Regions from separate parts of the Sus scrofa genome. Here regions 1 and 3 are each linked to region 2. A link is a contact called in public HiChIP or PLAC-seq data. All regions are on one chromosome and are shown on one strand. The core of a region is the stretch at or near the end of the contact, and the rest is flanking DNA. Distances in the headings are between cores, read along the strand shown. Region 1 overlaps LOC110262248 (a long non-coding RNA gene). Region 2 overlaps SRPK2 (SRSF protein kinase 2). Region 3 overlaps KMT2E (histone-lysine N-methyltransferase 2E).

What was found. HiChIP or PLAC-seq counts read pairs in DNA pulled down with a chosen protein or histone mark.
Region 1: an H3K27ac HiChIP or PLAC-seq map of alveolar macrophages shows a contact between it and region 2. The contact joins two enhancer-like sites. A contact is called at or near these places in 1 of 47 Hi-C or Micro-C datasets (skeletal muscle) and 1 of 2 datasets of contacts at active chromatin or transcription factors (alveolar macrophages).
Region 3: an H3K27ac HiChIP or PLAC-seq map of alveolar macrophages shows a contact between it and region 2. The contact joins two enhancer-like sites. A contact is called at or near these places in 2 of 2 datasets of contacts at active chromatin or transcription factors (alveolar macrophages and skeletal muscle).

Annotation. Positions count from the first base shown.
Region 1 is chr9:104,859,813-104,864,559 of Sscrofa11.1, reverse strand. LOC110262248 (a long non-coding RNA gene) reads right to left here. Exons shown (of 2, transcript XR_002347081.1): 2 at 1,958-3,224. Among named protein-coding and RNA genes, the nearest start is that of KMT2E, 14 kb to the left of the region's middle. Within about 2 kb of position 2,534, at least 60 of the 83 cell types and tissues checked have an H3K27ac peak or open chromatin away from gene starts, as enhancers often do. A contact at or near this core is called in alveolar macrophages, where this site is marked.
Region 2 is chr9:105,032,157-105,036,790 of Sscrofa11.1, reverse strand. It overlaps SRPK2 (SRSF protein kinase 2), which reads left to right. Exons shown (of 16, transcript XM_021102580.1): 11 at 368-850. Among named protein-coding and RNA genes, the nearest start is that of TRNAD-GUC, 120 kb to the right of the region's middle. Within about 2 kb of position 1,615, at least 11 of the 83 cell types and tissues checked have an H3K27ac peak or open chromatin away from gene starts, as enhancers often do. A contact at or near this core is called in alveolar macrophages, where this site is marked.
Region 3 is chr9:104,878,041-104,882,683 of Sscrofa11.1, reverse strand. All of the region lies in intron 1 of KMT2E (histone-lysine N-methyltransferase 2E), which reads right to left. Among named protein-coding and RNA genes, the nearest start is that of KMT2E, 4.1 kb to the right of the region's middle. Within about 2 kb of position 1,668, at least 47 of the 83 cell types and tissues checked have an H3K27ac peak or open chromatin away from gene starts, as enhancers often do. A contact at or near this core is called in alveolar macrophages, where this site is marked.

The DNA of each region.
Region 1 (4,747 bases), core at 1,285-3,784, 170 kb after region 2:
TGGAAGCAACTACTCTAATTCTAACAGATACTGGCCAGGCTCTCCCTTACATGCCTCTTCTAAATCAATCATGTCTGCCTTTTTTTTTTTTTTTTTTTTTTTTTTTTTGGCTTTACCCACAGCATATGGAGGTTCCTGAGCCAGGGATCCAATCCAAGCTGCAGCTGCAACCTACGCTATAGCTGGATCTTTAATCCACTGCACCAGGGCAGGGGATGGAACCCAAAACACCACAGAGACAATGCAGGAACCTTAACCTGGGAACTCCAATAATGTCTGCCTTAACTTTCTGTTTATTTTTCTCTGGACCCCCAAGTTCTTTTTATAACAGTAACAATCACCATTTACTGAATATTTACTATGCTCTAGGCGTCATGCTAAGTCCTCTCCACTTACATCATGTGGTCCCTCCAGGTATAGGGCAGGTACTATTATTATTATAGAGGAGGACATTGAGGTTTAGGGATGTTAAGTAAGATGCTGGGGGTCACACATCTAAGGGCAGACACAATTAGAGAAGTCCCATCGTTGAAGGCCAGGCAGTCTCTGATAGGAGTAATAGGCCACGGCCAGAATAATAATAGTAACAGATAACTTTTTTGTTTGTTTGTTTGTCTTTTTGTCTTTTCTAGGGCCGCTCCCACAGCACATGGAGGTTCCTAGCCTGGGGGTCTAATCAGAGATGTAGCCGCTGGCCTACGCCAGAGCCACATCGACTCGGGATCTGAGCTGCGTCTGCAACCTACACCACAGCTCACAGCAATGCCGGATCCTTAACCCACTGGGCAAGGCCAGGGATTGAACCCACAACTTCATGGTTCCTAGTCGGGTTCGTTAACCACTGAGCCACGGCAGGAACTCCAGCAGCAGATAACTTTTATTAAGCACTTATTATTGTACCAAGAACTAAGTGTTTACACTTTATTAGGGTGGGAAAAAAAAATTCTTCCTTACCCCTGATGTTTCCTTCCACACAAAGGAAGCTCTTCTGGCATAAGATTTCTTTCTTTCTTTACTTTTTTTCTTATTTGTTTGGCTTTTTAGGGCCGCACTCGTGGCATAGGCTAGGGGTCGAATCAGAGCTACAGCTGCTGGCCTACGCCAAAGCCACAGCAATGCCAGATCCCAGCCACATCTGCGACCTACCCCACAGCTCACGGCAACGCCGGATCCTTAACCCGCTGAGCAAGGCCAGGGATCGAACCCGCAACCTCATGGTTCCTAGTTGGAGTCTGTGCCATGACGGAAACTCCCCTGGCCTAAGATTCCTGACCTCTCCTTTTTTTTTTTTTTTTTTTTTTTTTTTGTTCTTTTGCCATTTTCCTGGGCCACTTTCTCAGTATATGGAGGTTCCCAGGCTAGGGGTAGAATCAGAGCTGTAGCCACCGGGCTATGCCACAGCCACAGAAACTCGGATCCGAGCCGCGTCTGTAACCTACACCACAGCTCACGGCAATGCTGGATCGTTAACCCACTGAGCAAGGCCAGGGATCGAACCCGCAACCTCATGGTTCCTAGTCGTGTTCGTTAACCTCTGAGCCACGACGGAAACTCCTGACCTCTCCTTTTTCCTTGACTCACTCCTCCCTAGGAGGCAGAAGGGGCAAGAGGCTGGGACAGGTTGGGGGAAGCAGCTTCTCAGTGGTGAGTATGGGGGTAGGAACCCCAAATACACAGCTCAGCTTCTCTCTTCTTTCTCTTGGCAGCAAGCCTCCTCCAGAGCTGCTCCTGGCACTGTCCTCCCATGATGCAGTGGTTTACAGGGACAATCCATAACTGGGAGCCCCCACCCCATCTCAGCCTGGGGGGTAGCCCGTCTGGATATAATCCTGGAGTTCACTTACCCACACATATAGAACCACTGACTCCAATATAAGAGCTATCAGTGATAAAGCTGACATTTTCATGCCGTTTGTTTGATTTCTTCATGACCATTCCGTAATTACCCAGAGCTTTGTAAGAGAGGAGGGATGGCCTTTATTATATTCTCTTGAATCCCCAAAAACGATTAACTCGTTTAATCCTAATAAGACTTGCATTAGAAAAGTATTCTTCTCCTCTCCGAGGAGGAAAGGAAGCAGTCCTCCTTTGGCCTCTCCCTTGAAAGACAAATATTTGCTCTCAGTTCAGGATCAGATGAAACTAAAGCACGTGACAGAGAGTTTGCAAACTGTTAATGCAGAACGAAGCGGAGGCCGGGAGGGCGGTGGTTCTGGCTCTGACCTGGCAGTAGGGCCCCGATCCATTACTTTCCGGCTTCCGGTTCCTTTTTATCGGGAAAGCGAGGGGTTCGCGTGGCTGCGGGTCGCAGCTCATTTCTTCTCAGACGTTCTGTGAGTCAGTGATGACTTGCCAGTGACTTTTTCCCCTGGCTTCCTCTGCGTCATTAAGGACTTTTGGATGCTGACTTTTCCCTTGATTGAGCTAGGCCCAGCCTCTGGGGGACCCGACATGCTCGAAACTCCCCCTCGGTAGTGGGCTCTGCCTTCTGAGGTTTGCTGCTTCGTTGCCTTTGGTTGCGCAGCAACATAACACACGCCCACACTTCCGGTTCCAAGAGTGTGATCTGCTGTCGTTGAAGGGGCTCTCCCAGGTCCAGCAACTCTGCTGCGTTTCCTTCCTTCCTCACAGTGATGATTGTGAGGCCAGATGTTGGTGAAAGAAACCCCCCGAGTCATTCCAGGGAGTTGCAGGGGCTGAAGCGAAAATCCTCTGACCCTTTCCCAGAAGAAATGCAATATCCGTCAGGTCAGCCTTCAGAAGAAAATTCTCAAGAAATCCAAACTTACTCTCAGAGCCTCATTCAGGACAGGGAGTCCTGTCATTGCAAAAGCCTGTCCTTTGATTGGCCTCATGAAATCTAGTTGAGTCACCAGGTTCTGGGGGCTGGAGACCATGTGGCCGGCCTTCACGCTAAGTTTCATCTGATTCTGAAACTCTGTGGTTTAACACCGGAAGAAAGCAAAATAGCAAAGAACAGGAAGTGGAAAAAACATTTTGCGTAGTGGAAACTACCTCTGGGTTCACCTGCGTTCCTCCAAAACAGTAGTCAAATTAGCCCAGATACCTCCTCTCCTGGGGGGGGCATCCCCACAAAGTGCCTCCCCTAAAAGGATTTGGTGGATGAATGTGATGCCCCAGTTCCTCAGACGGCATCATTAGGGGACCTTGAGGTTGTGGCCCTCTGCTTCCATAACAAGACAGCTCACTCCCTCATGCATTTTCTGAAAAAAAGAAACGTCGGTGGGGTCAGGACTTCAGGACAGAGCCAGGGCCAGGTTCTGAACCCACGTAAAGGAAATCTTGAAACACTGTGAAGTCCGGGGGACAGCTTCTCCAAGGGGCGGATCAGAGACGTGTGTTTTCTTTGGCCAAGGGGGACAGAGGAATAAGACAAGTACAGGTTTTGAAAGTGCAAAAAGGGTGGAGTGGTCGGTGGGTACCAGAGGGAAAAGACCCGGCAGCCAGGGCAAGAAAGGCTCCTCTGTCCTTCTGACCCTTGCCCTCACAGGACCTGCCTCCACCCATGACCAGCAGACACTTCCTCACTTAGGTGGGGGAGGGCAGCTGTGGCCCTCAGTGGCATTGTTCCCAGAATGAAAAAATGCGGGCGTTGGCAACCATATCAAAGGCCTTGAGTTGTTCAGAAACCTTTACCCCTCTGATCACCAGACCACAGAACCCAAGAGCCATTAGCAGCCGGTGGAAACTTTGGAACAATAGACTTGGCCCCCCGCCTATTTGTTTGCATGGCTTTCTGAAAGAGGTAAAAGGGCCCCAGGCCAATCCCCATCCTACCCATCTCGTTCGGGTGGGTTAAAGTCTGTGCTAAAGCCAGCAGCAGTTAGAGATGGAGCTGAGGTTAGCACAGGCCACTCTTGATAGACTGAAACTGGTGCGGACTGAGTGAGGCACTTTCCTCTCAGCATGCAGTTTAAAGGGGCGCCCAAAACCACAGTAATTCAGATAAATAATATTTAACGTCATCTTTACATTTTTTGTTCTTCATGGATTCTTTTGCATTTGTTTTGATTCTTTACATTAAAATACTGTTGATCTTAATTACTAACTTTTTGGTGCCCCCCCCCTTCAATTTTACCCCTGAGGCAAGTGCCTCAGTCACCTCACTCTAGACTCCACCCAGCTGAGAAATGATATTGTTCACTAACATTCAGAAAGAGGAGCCGTGGAAAAGCCCCGTGACAATTAATCAGGAGGTGGGGGCCCTTCGGAAGATGTGGAAAGTGTGGCCCAGATAACCCAGGCCTTGCTATTGAAGGTGGGTGAGAAAAGTCAGCCTTGTCACAGAGAACTCTGCCAGGGAATACAGCTGGAAAAGTGCCCTGCAAGAGCCCCCATCCAGCCCATCTGAAACCTTCCACAGGGAGGCTGTGGTAAGCCTTGGCAGTAGGCTGTTGCCCACTTGGTATCATCTGAGAAGGACGGAAAAGGCTCCTTTTTGCTAAGGTCATGTTGGGTACACCCACAATAGAGTGGTCGATCCTTTGGCTCTTAAAGTTGTCTTGGTTTTTAAAGAACCTGCCATTATAATACAACCATCTCTGTGGGAAATGATTATTGGCAGAGCTCTTAGCCGTGATGGACTTATTCATTCTTTCAACAAACATTTACTAAGCACCACACATCAGAAAGAGTAGGGTGGAGCGTCTCTTGTGGCTCAGTGGAAAGAAATCCGACTCATACGCTTGAGGGTGCGGGTTCGATCCCTGGCCTCACTCAGTGGGTT
Region 2 (4,634 bases), core at 366-2,865:
GGAAACCCTCTGAGGAACATCACTTATGTCTTTATCATGCTAGTGATTGTTCTTCATCTTGTAATTAAGTTTTAACAATAATGCACTCTGAGACCTTTTCTGAAGAAGATAAAAATACAGTTCTGTTTATATACTTATTTTGCCTAAGAGCTGCTGACTTTTTCTCATAAGTGTAGGCCAGGTATTTAATAAATAAAAAATAAGATTTAGAAAACCTAAAGATTTTCCCTGAGAGCCAGGAGGTGTTTGCTCTGTAGGACCTGAAGTTGGCACATTCAGATGTGTCTCTTGCTGGAGGAGATAAGTGCTGAGTGCACTCTGTTTAGGAGAGTGACATGTTCTGATTCTTACCCTTTAACTTTTTAAGGTGAAGCTGAGGACCAGGAAGAGAAAGAGGACACTGAGAAAGAAAACACAGAGAAGGATGAAGATGATGTGGAACAGGAACTCGCAAACATCGACCCTACTTGGATAGAATCACCCAAAACCAATGGTCATATTGAGAATGGCCCATTTTTACTCGAACAACAACTGGATGATGAAGATGAAGAGGAGGAAGATTGCCCGAATCCTGAGGAATATAACCTTGATGAGCCAAACGCAGAGAGTGATTACACATATAGCAGCTCCTACGAACAATTCAATGGTGAATTGCCAAATGGACGACATAAAATTCCTGAGTCACAGTTTCCAGAGTTTTCCACGTCATTGTTCTCTGGGCCTTTAGAACCTGTGGCTTGTGGCTCTGCACTTTCTGAGGGATCTCCACTCACCGAGCAGGAGGAAAGCAGCCCATCCCATGACAGAAGTAGGACGGTTTCAGCCTCCAGCACTGGGGATTTGCCGAAAAGTAAGTGTCCCTTTCCACTGGGTGTCTGCTTTCAGTGGCCCAAGTGTCATACTCTTGACAATTGCTATGAAAGGAGTTGGTTGGAAGTGGTAAATAGCTGCGTCTGTATGCATTAACCATTTTCCTCTTTTTTTTGAAATTAAAAAAAAACTTTAATTAAAAATTTACTAGGGTACAGTTGATTTATAGTGTTGACTCAATTTCTTCTCTCCAGCATAGTGACCATTTTATTACTTTTGTACTCATGAGTAAGTTAATGTAGTTTAAAATAAATTTTGTGCCACTAGGCTTTCTCTTGCTCTCTGTGTATCAGATCCCATTTCTGAGTTTTCTTCCTTCCTGTCTTTAGTGACATCATACATGTGCAGAAACCTTCCAAGTCTAGCATCTTACACCTGTAGCTTTCAAGCATGTGTAGTTTAATACATAATTTGTGCTTCCATCTCATAGTGCTATGTTTGGTTTTTTGTTTTTGTTTCATTTCTATTCAAACAAAAATGTTGTGCCTGCTCTTTATCTGTATTGAGGAAGAAGTGCCCTAGTTTATTCTGTAAGTTGTCCTTAATTATAGGACTATCCCATTGAAATTTTAAAGAAAGTGGCATGGGTTTAAATGTGTTGGTGACCTATATCAAACCTTGATTTTGAGAGTGAATGCTACATGACATATCTCTGACTGTGGTATGCTATAGGACTTCAGTCGGCGAACATGGGTGTCATGGTTAGTTTCCTTTCTGGCCCACTGTGGAAAAGCTCAGAAACCTCCTCTGCTCCCTCTGCTGACAAGAGTGTTTAACACATGAAGAGCCAGTTGATCAGCCAGCTCAGCACATAGCCCAAGATATTCTGCAGGTCCTTTCTTTCCAGCAAGCGAGAGAGCTACAGAGCCATTTCTGGTACTCATTGGTCTTAACTAATCATCTTAAGGATGTGGTTTTATTTCTTTTTTTTTTTTTTTTAACTTGAATTGACGTATTCTGCTCCTGTTCACCTTTACCACAACCAGAGGCTCTTTGAAGGTGCTTCTTAATAAAATGCTTTCATGAAGAATGTAGCTTCATCTAAGGAAAAACTCACTTCTCTGTCTCCTTTGCTCTCATTCTATTTCCAAACTACTGCTGATGCTTCTGGTTACCGTGCTAACAATTCTCTGATACTAGCTTGGTGTCCTGCAGTTTAAGTGAAGTCTGACACTTCTTGGAGATAGCATCAGAGTCCAGGGTTAAGGGCTCATTCCCACAAGACTGTCCCTTCCCATGCATCAGTCACAAGTCCACATTGTCACCTGTGCATCTGAATGATCTATTATAAATCAGAGATTTCCATGACTCTATCCTGGATTGGATTAATTTATTAGAGCGGCTCACAGAACTCAGGAAAACAGTTTACTTGCTAGGTTGTCAGTATGCATAGCGCATGGTGTGTGGGAAGGGGCCAGGCTTCCATGCTCTTTCTAGACGCATCACACATTCCTTCATATCACAGACACATTTTTCTTTTTAATTAACACATTGGGTTGTGTGTTATCATTGTTTACAGCTTTTTTTTTTAATGCTAGAATTATCCCTAATAATTTGTCAACTTCTTCAGGTTGGGTCTTAAGTCCTTTTGACGAAACCTGTTATTCGTTAAGTGCTTCCTTGCCCTTTCAGAACCATGTGCCCCAGGCTAGAGTCAGTTGTGTCTCCAAGTAATTGTTGCTTATTAATATAAAAAAATTTTATAGTGTACATAATAGATAGAAACAGTAGTATGTAAACTTTATAAACATACATATATTAAAATCAGTGTTCCGATGTCGTCTTTATCGATGGAGTAAACAGTGAAAGGGTTTAGTAATACCAAGTGTAGCATGGGCTCTTTCCCATTCCTTCTCAAAAGACGTGATAAAGAACATCTGTGTGAACATGGCACGCTCGCTCATGCTTCCATGCCTTTGCTAGTGCTTTTCCTCCTGTTTGTTTGGGCACACTTCTGTTCTTTTGCTGGGTTCTCTCTGTGTTCTGGCAGGTCCCAGTTCTTGTTTCCTTCTTTTCCTGCTGGTCATACTTTTCTTCACTGTGTGGTCATTGTTTGTTTCCACTGTCTTTCTTTTCACTGGCTGTCAACTCTGAGAGTGCTGTGTTTTTATCCTTGTATCCTCAGTATCTAATTCAGGGCTAAGATAAGCATTTATTGAGCAATGAGCCAACAGATCAGTGATACCAGGCTATGTTCTTCTACTCTTCCCTTTGCATTCACAGTCAGAATTGTACTTCTCCGAACATTGCATCCCTGTGCATCAGGGAGGAATAGGAGGTTTGTGTTTTCCATGGATCCCAGTCTCACACCAAGCTGATTTTGTTCATTTGTCCATTCCTTTGTTTGGAGGCTCTCAGTTTCGGTTTCCAGCCTGGGCTTTGGGTAACGTGGAGAGCCTCCCACATGGGAGGTGTTTTATTTCCTGTGTGGAAGGGGTATGGCCTGGAGGCTGGAAGTTGGCCGCCTGCTACTACAAGAACATGAAGCAAGAGAAACACTTTACTCAGTTTGTATAGATCCTTGTCATCAGCGGAGTGCATATGTTAAGGAATCAAAGAAAAGGTGGGGCCAGAATGAGAAGATTGAGGAAGGCTAAAGAATGTGAACTTCCCCTGGAGTAATTTGGTAGTGCTTGAAGGTTGAGAAGAGGAGGCAGGGGTCCTCTTGGGTTACTTATCTGAAAGACAGAGACCCTGGAGTAAGGTGGTACCTGTAAGAGTGTAGGCTGAATCCTTTGACCCTCACTAGGAGTGACCTGTGTCTGCAGCAGTGTTGTCTGGGCTGCTGGGACACGGCTCCATACTCATTTCACTCTAATTCTTTCTCCCTAGTCAGCTCACTGTGGAGCAGGCCAGAGAGGACTTCTTTTTTTTTTTTTTTTTGTCTTTTTAGGGCTGCACCTGTGGTATATGGAAGTAACCAGGCTAGGGGTTGAATCGGAGCTGTAGCTGGCAGCCTATGCCACAGCCACAGCAACTCAGGATCTGAACCGTGTCTGTGACCTACACCCCAGCTCACATTAAAGCCGGATCCTTAACCCATGGGGCAAGGCCAGGGATCGAACCTGCATTCTCAAGGATACTAGTCAGATTTGTTTACTGCAGAGCCATAATGGGAACTCCCAGAGAGAGCTTTTTAAAGCGCGGCGCGCGCGCACACACACACACACACACACAGTGTATTTCCACTTAGCTTAACCCCCAGAGGGTGTCACTCTCTGAAGCTTACAGCCTATGCAGTCTGTCCCCTGGCTGTTCTCCTTTTGCTGTCAACCCCCCCGCCCCCCCGCTCCCTTTATTTCCCTTGGTCATCTTGCACCTCCTACTCTGCCATCTTTCTGAAGGGGTCAAGCCAAACTTGTTTCTACCTCTTTGTGATTTGCAGTTGCTCTCTCCTCTGCCCAAAGCTTCTCTCCTCCGTACCTCCCTTCATTCAGGTCTGTCCTCAAACGTCACCTTCTCAGAAAAGAACCCCCACCCCCCCACCCTGCGAACACCCTCAACTGGTATCCATCTCCTTTCTCTGCTTTATTTTTCTGCTTAGCATATAGAGCTACTTAACATGATGTGTGAATCATTCATTTTATTTACTTTATCACCCATATTCCCAACTAGTGCGAAGAGTTTCCTAATTTGGGGTGTGGTGGCGGAACCGTATATGTCTTGTTCATGCTGTTCCCAGTGCCAGATCAGCATCTGGCACATAGCAGGGGCTTAGTATATACTTGGTGAACATAGGGGTCAGGTTTGGGCTTTAAATCTCC
Region 3 (4,643 bases), core at 419-2,918, 150 kb after region 2:
CTTAACCCACTTAGCAAAGCCAGGGATAGAACCTGTATCCTCACAGACACTATGCTGGGTTCTTAACCAGCTAGGCCACAATGGGAACTCCAAGATGACTTTTAAACATTTGAAAGAAAATAGAAATTTGGAGACCTGAATTTTACTTCCACCTCTTAATTGACCCCTGTGTGACTCTGAGCAAGTGACAAATTCTTAATGTTTCCATTTTTGTGTACACAAAATAGAAATGATATTTGATTCCTCAGTCCCCATTATAAAGGTAGTTATGAAAAACAAGTAGTCCTTCCTGTGTTCCTGGAAGCAACTTGGGGGCCCTCTACGCTGTGGGTGTTGAGGCATGTTCCCTACCCTGTAGAGCGGAATCCAACAGGTGAGGCATAAATACATGTTTTGAAGAAGGTCAGCTGGGACACATGCCAAGGGTTACTATTAAGGGGTGACTACCAACTATCATAATGTTCCTTGGCCCTTCACCCCTCTCTTCATTAACTCTTACCCAAGGCCCAAGTGTGGGAAGAGGCAGGAGATGAAAGTGGTCAGGTGGGAGGAGGTGCCTGGCCTGGTCAGGCTGCCATTTTTCCTCTTCCCCTCCCCACTGCAAACCCAAACAGTCCTAACTCTACTACTCCACAAATCAGCATTTTCTGCTTTCATGTCTTCTCCTTGCCCCACCCTCTTGACAGGGAAGTAGGAAAATGGAGATTTGCAGAAGTTGGTAAAAACTCATGTCAAAAGGCAGAGTTCCATTTCTAGATCCAAGAAAAACTTCCTGTTTTGTTAGGACCCTTCTTAGGAGCGGAAACTGGCTCACTCAAATGAAAACCGCAATGAATAATTTCACTGATTGGTACCGTATGTTTAGCAAGGCTAAAGTCCCTAGAGGAGGTTGGTGAATCAGAAGAGAAACCATCAGAAGGGAACTGTCCCCACATCAACCCCCAACTGATCAGGGCTCTTCCTCACTTCCTCCTCCACCACCCCCTGTAGGCACAGTGGCAACACACAGAGAAAAATAACTTTGGAGGCATGTGATGCAAAGGCAAAGGGCAGAGCCTCCATGGCTGGCTCAAGGATGGCACATCTGGGGTTGCTTGTCCTTTCTCCAGATGGATTTTCCCTTTTTACAGAAAGGTCTAGAAAAGCAGCTCTTTCACCTAGACTATGCTGCAGTAACAAGTCTAGAATCTTGGCTCAGTACCATGAAAGTCGATTCTTTCATCATGTGACTGATGCAGGCTGGTGGTGGAATGGGAAGTACAGACAAGGGAATCCTGCTCAACAGTCCTGGTTGACAGAGGCTTGGACATCAGGCTTCCACCAACCTGACAGTAGAGGAAGCACACACATGCTCTCCTTTGCACAGCCTGAAAGTGACACAGTTCACTTCTGTCCCAGCTGTTGGACAGAACACACAGGGGCTGAACTGATGGGAAGCATACAGATATATAGCAAGCCATCCATGACTCTGCCAACATAACACTTGAATGCCAAGTGCATGCTGCAACACGTAACGACAGCTCAGAATCCCAGACCATGGAAAAATTGTTTGACTCCATGTCGGCTGAGATGCCTAACAGGCAGCTCTCAGGTCAAAAACAGCCCACATCGTTCAGGGAGGATTCTTACAGGCACTGCCTATTTATTTACCTAATTAGCTCCCTCACAGGAACTGGTTGCTCGGCATGGCCTCACCATATGGTGGTGGGGGTACTGACATAGTGTGGTGTGCCTGGAAACATGGAATCCAAGCTTGACTTTTTAAAAGTCATGGAATTTTAAGCTGTTCACATTTAATTCCACAAAAATGACACCATAAAACTGGAGGATTGTTCTCTGAAGGATTGTTGACCAAAATTGTTCAAACTATGATTCAAGCCTCCTCTTGCAGTTGACTCATATCTGACTCTTGTCCAGTGTTTTTTATGCCAAGGCAGGGTGCTCTGTACTCATGATCCTACCAGTTAAACATACATACAGCCCATACATGGATGATGGAATTCTCCTGAACAAACCTGCATGCCCCTGCCAGGGGACAAGGAGTCACTTTCCATGTGAGGGCTTATCCAGGACGGGAGTTTCTCTGCCTGTCCCCACCCTCCCCACCTCTTTGCTCCTTGCTCTGGGGACGTTTTGCCAGCCGCCAAAAAGGCAAGAGAGAAGCAAGGGAAATAGAGCTCAGTTTGAGGCCGACTGACTTCACAGGGTGGTTCACAGTCAGTTTGTTTTACTTGGCCTGCCTTGGAGCTGTTTGGGGACATATGAGGTTCTTCAGCTGAGAGGCCTTTTCCAGACCTGACTTCCCCTTGGAATGACACATTATCCTCCCTTCAAATGTAGCAATTGTAAATTCCTGCCTGGGGAGCAGCAATTGCTTGGAATTACACACTATATGAATAAGCCAGTATGGGATTAACAAAGCTTTATTGTTCTGCAATCCTCTACTGAAACTTGTGAAAGTAATTTCTGGTGACATTACTTTTCCCTGCCTAGCATTTGACTATGCAAGGAACAGTTTTCCATCCTTTAATCGGTCCTTTTTAGTTGTCTGTAATAGAAACCTCTTCAAGTTCACGACGTGGCACAGTGGAACCGAATCTGACTAGGAACCATGAGGTTGCAGGTTTGATCCCTAGCCTCGCTCAGTGGGTTAAGGATCCAGCATTGCTGTGAGCTGTGGCGTAGGACGCAGACACAGCTGAGATCCTGTGTGGCTGTGGTGTAGGCCAGTGCTGTAGCTCCGATTTGAACCCTAGCCTGGGAACCTCCATATGCCATGATTGCGGCCCTAAAAAGCAAAAAAAAAAAACAAAAAAAACAAACAAACAAACAAACAAAAAAAACCAAACAACAAAAAAAAAACCAACAAAAAACCCTCTTTTTACCCTTTTATTGACACTTAACAAGACAAAAATGAGTCAGGTTTTTTTAGTTCACTTTTCTCATTCCCTTTCCCTCTCCAGCATGTTTACTGTAATTCCACATCTTAAAAGATTCTCAGATGTGTTGTGCCCCAAATACTACTTGACTGCTGTATACATATGCAATGCACACAATTTAGGATTCTCTCATTTACAATAGGAGTATATGCTATTTTTTAAAATAGATTCTCAGATGTGTTGTGCCCCAAATACTACTTGACTGCTGTATACATATGCAATGCACACAATTTAGGATTCTCTCATTTACAATAGGAGTATATGCTATTTTTTTAAATAGACAATAGGAGTATATGCTATTTTTTAAAATAAAATTGGAGCATGGAATAAAAACAGTGATCCCCACTGGTTTGTAACACAACTCTCATCACTGGTCTGGAAATGCTATTTTATTTTTTACTTTTTAAGGGTCATACTTGCAACATAAGGAAATTCCCAGGCTAGGGATCAAATCAGAGCTGCAGCTGCCAGCCTACCCACAGCCACAGCAACACTGGATCCTTAATCCACTGAGCAAGGCATCAATTGGATCCTATCAATCCTGCATCCTCATGGATACTAGTTGGGTTCATTACCACTGAGCCACAACAGGAACTCCTGGAAATGCTATTTTAAACATAAAAATGTTTTTATGACAACCCAAGGAAACAATTTGCATTTACTCCATTCAATTTTTAAAAAAAAACCCATTTCTTTCTCACTCACTTTTAATAATCTGCAAATAAAACTCAATAGTTAAGAATAAATCTACCAATATTTACTTCCTATCCAAAATTATTTCTAACAGGACCAATAGGGGATCTCTATAATGACAAAGTCTAAAGGTAGGACTATAAAAATGTTGAGACCAAGACATTATTTACAAACAGAATAGGTCTCTAAAATAGCTTCTGCTTCAGCGAATGTGAAACCAATAAGTTAGAGTTAAAATGGAATATTTTCTAGCTGGTTTTAGGCCAGTTAAATCTAATAAGGATCGTAAAGATAAGCAGCTAACTTGAAATCAAAATAACTATCGGGAACATTTTGTATTCCATTAATAGGTAATAAAATCTATGTACTGAATGAAAATATAAATTCTGATTACTTATTTATATAAAACTTTAGGCCCACATAATTATCAGTCCAAAAATAGCTTAATAGCACAATATTTTTAAAGAAGGCTTTGATGAAATCCACAAAAAAAACAATCTTTACTCATTTGTCCCTTGGTACCATCTTCTCAGATGCTGTAACTAAGTTGAGGTTTTTGTTTCAGAGGGAGTTGGAAGATATTTCAGATATGCTATAAGAAATATGATAATCTTGCAGTTTTTAAATCATTAAATGATGACCATGAGCTTAGTTTAAAAAAAAAAAAAAAGTCTATAATCTGCACTGAGAGGATGTTAATCTCTAAAGATATGAGCCAGCTTTTCCTATTTTTCAAACCAGAGGCTTTGAAGCATTTCCGCTTAGAATAAGTAAAAAGAAAGGGTGTTGCTGCTGTTACTAATTTCATTAGGAGACAGAACTAATTCCCTTAGTGAGCTTGTTTCAAAATTGAGGTGTAGATGAAATCCAATGCCACACAACTGAAGCTGAGTGGGCCTTATACAGACACTTGGCTCACAGACAGCACAAACAAGAAAGCTCAGTAAGTTCAAACAAAGTGGAGGCCAAAAGCACATAGTGATTTGCAAGGAGCAGAAGACATTTTCAACT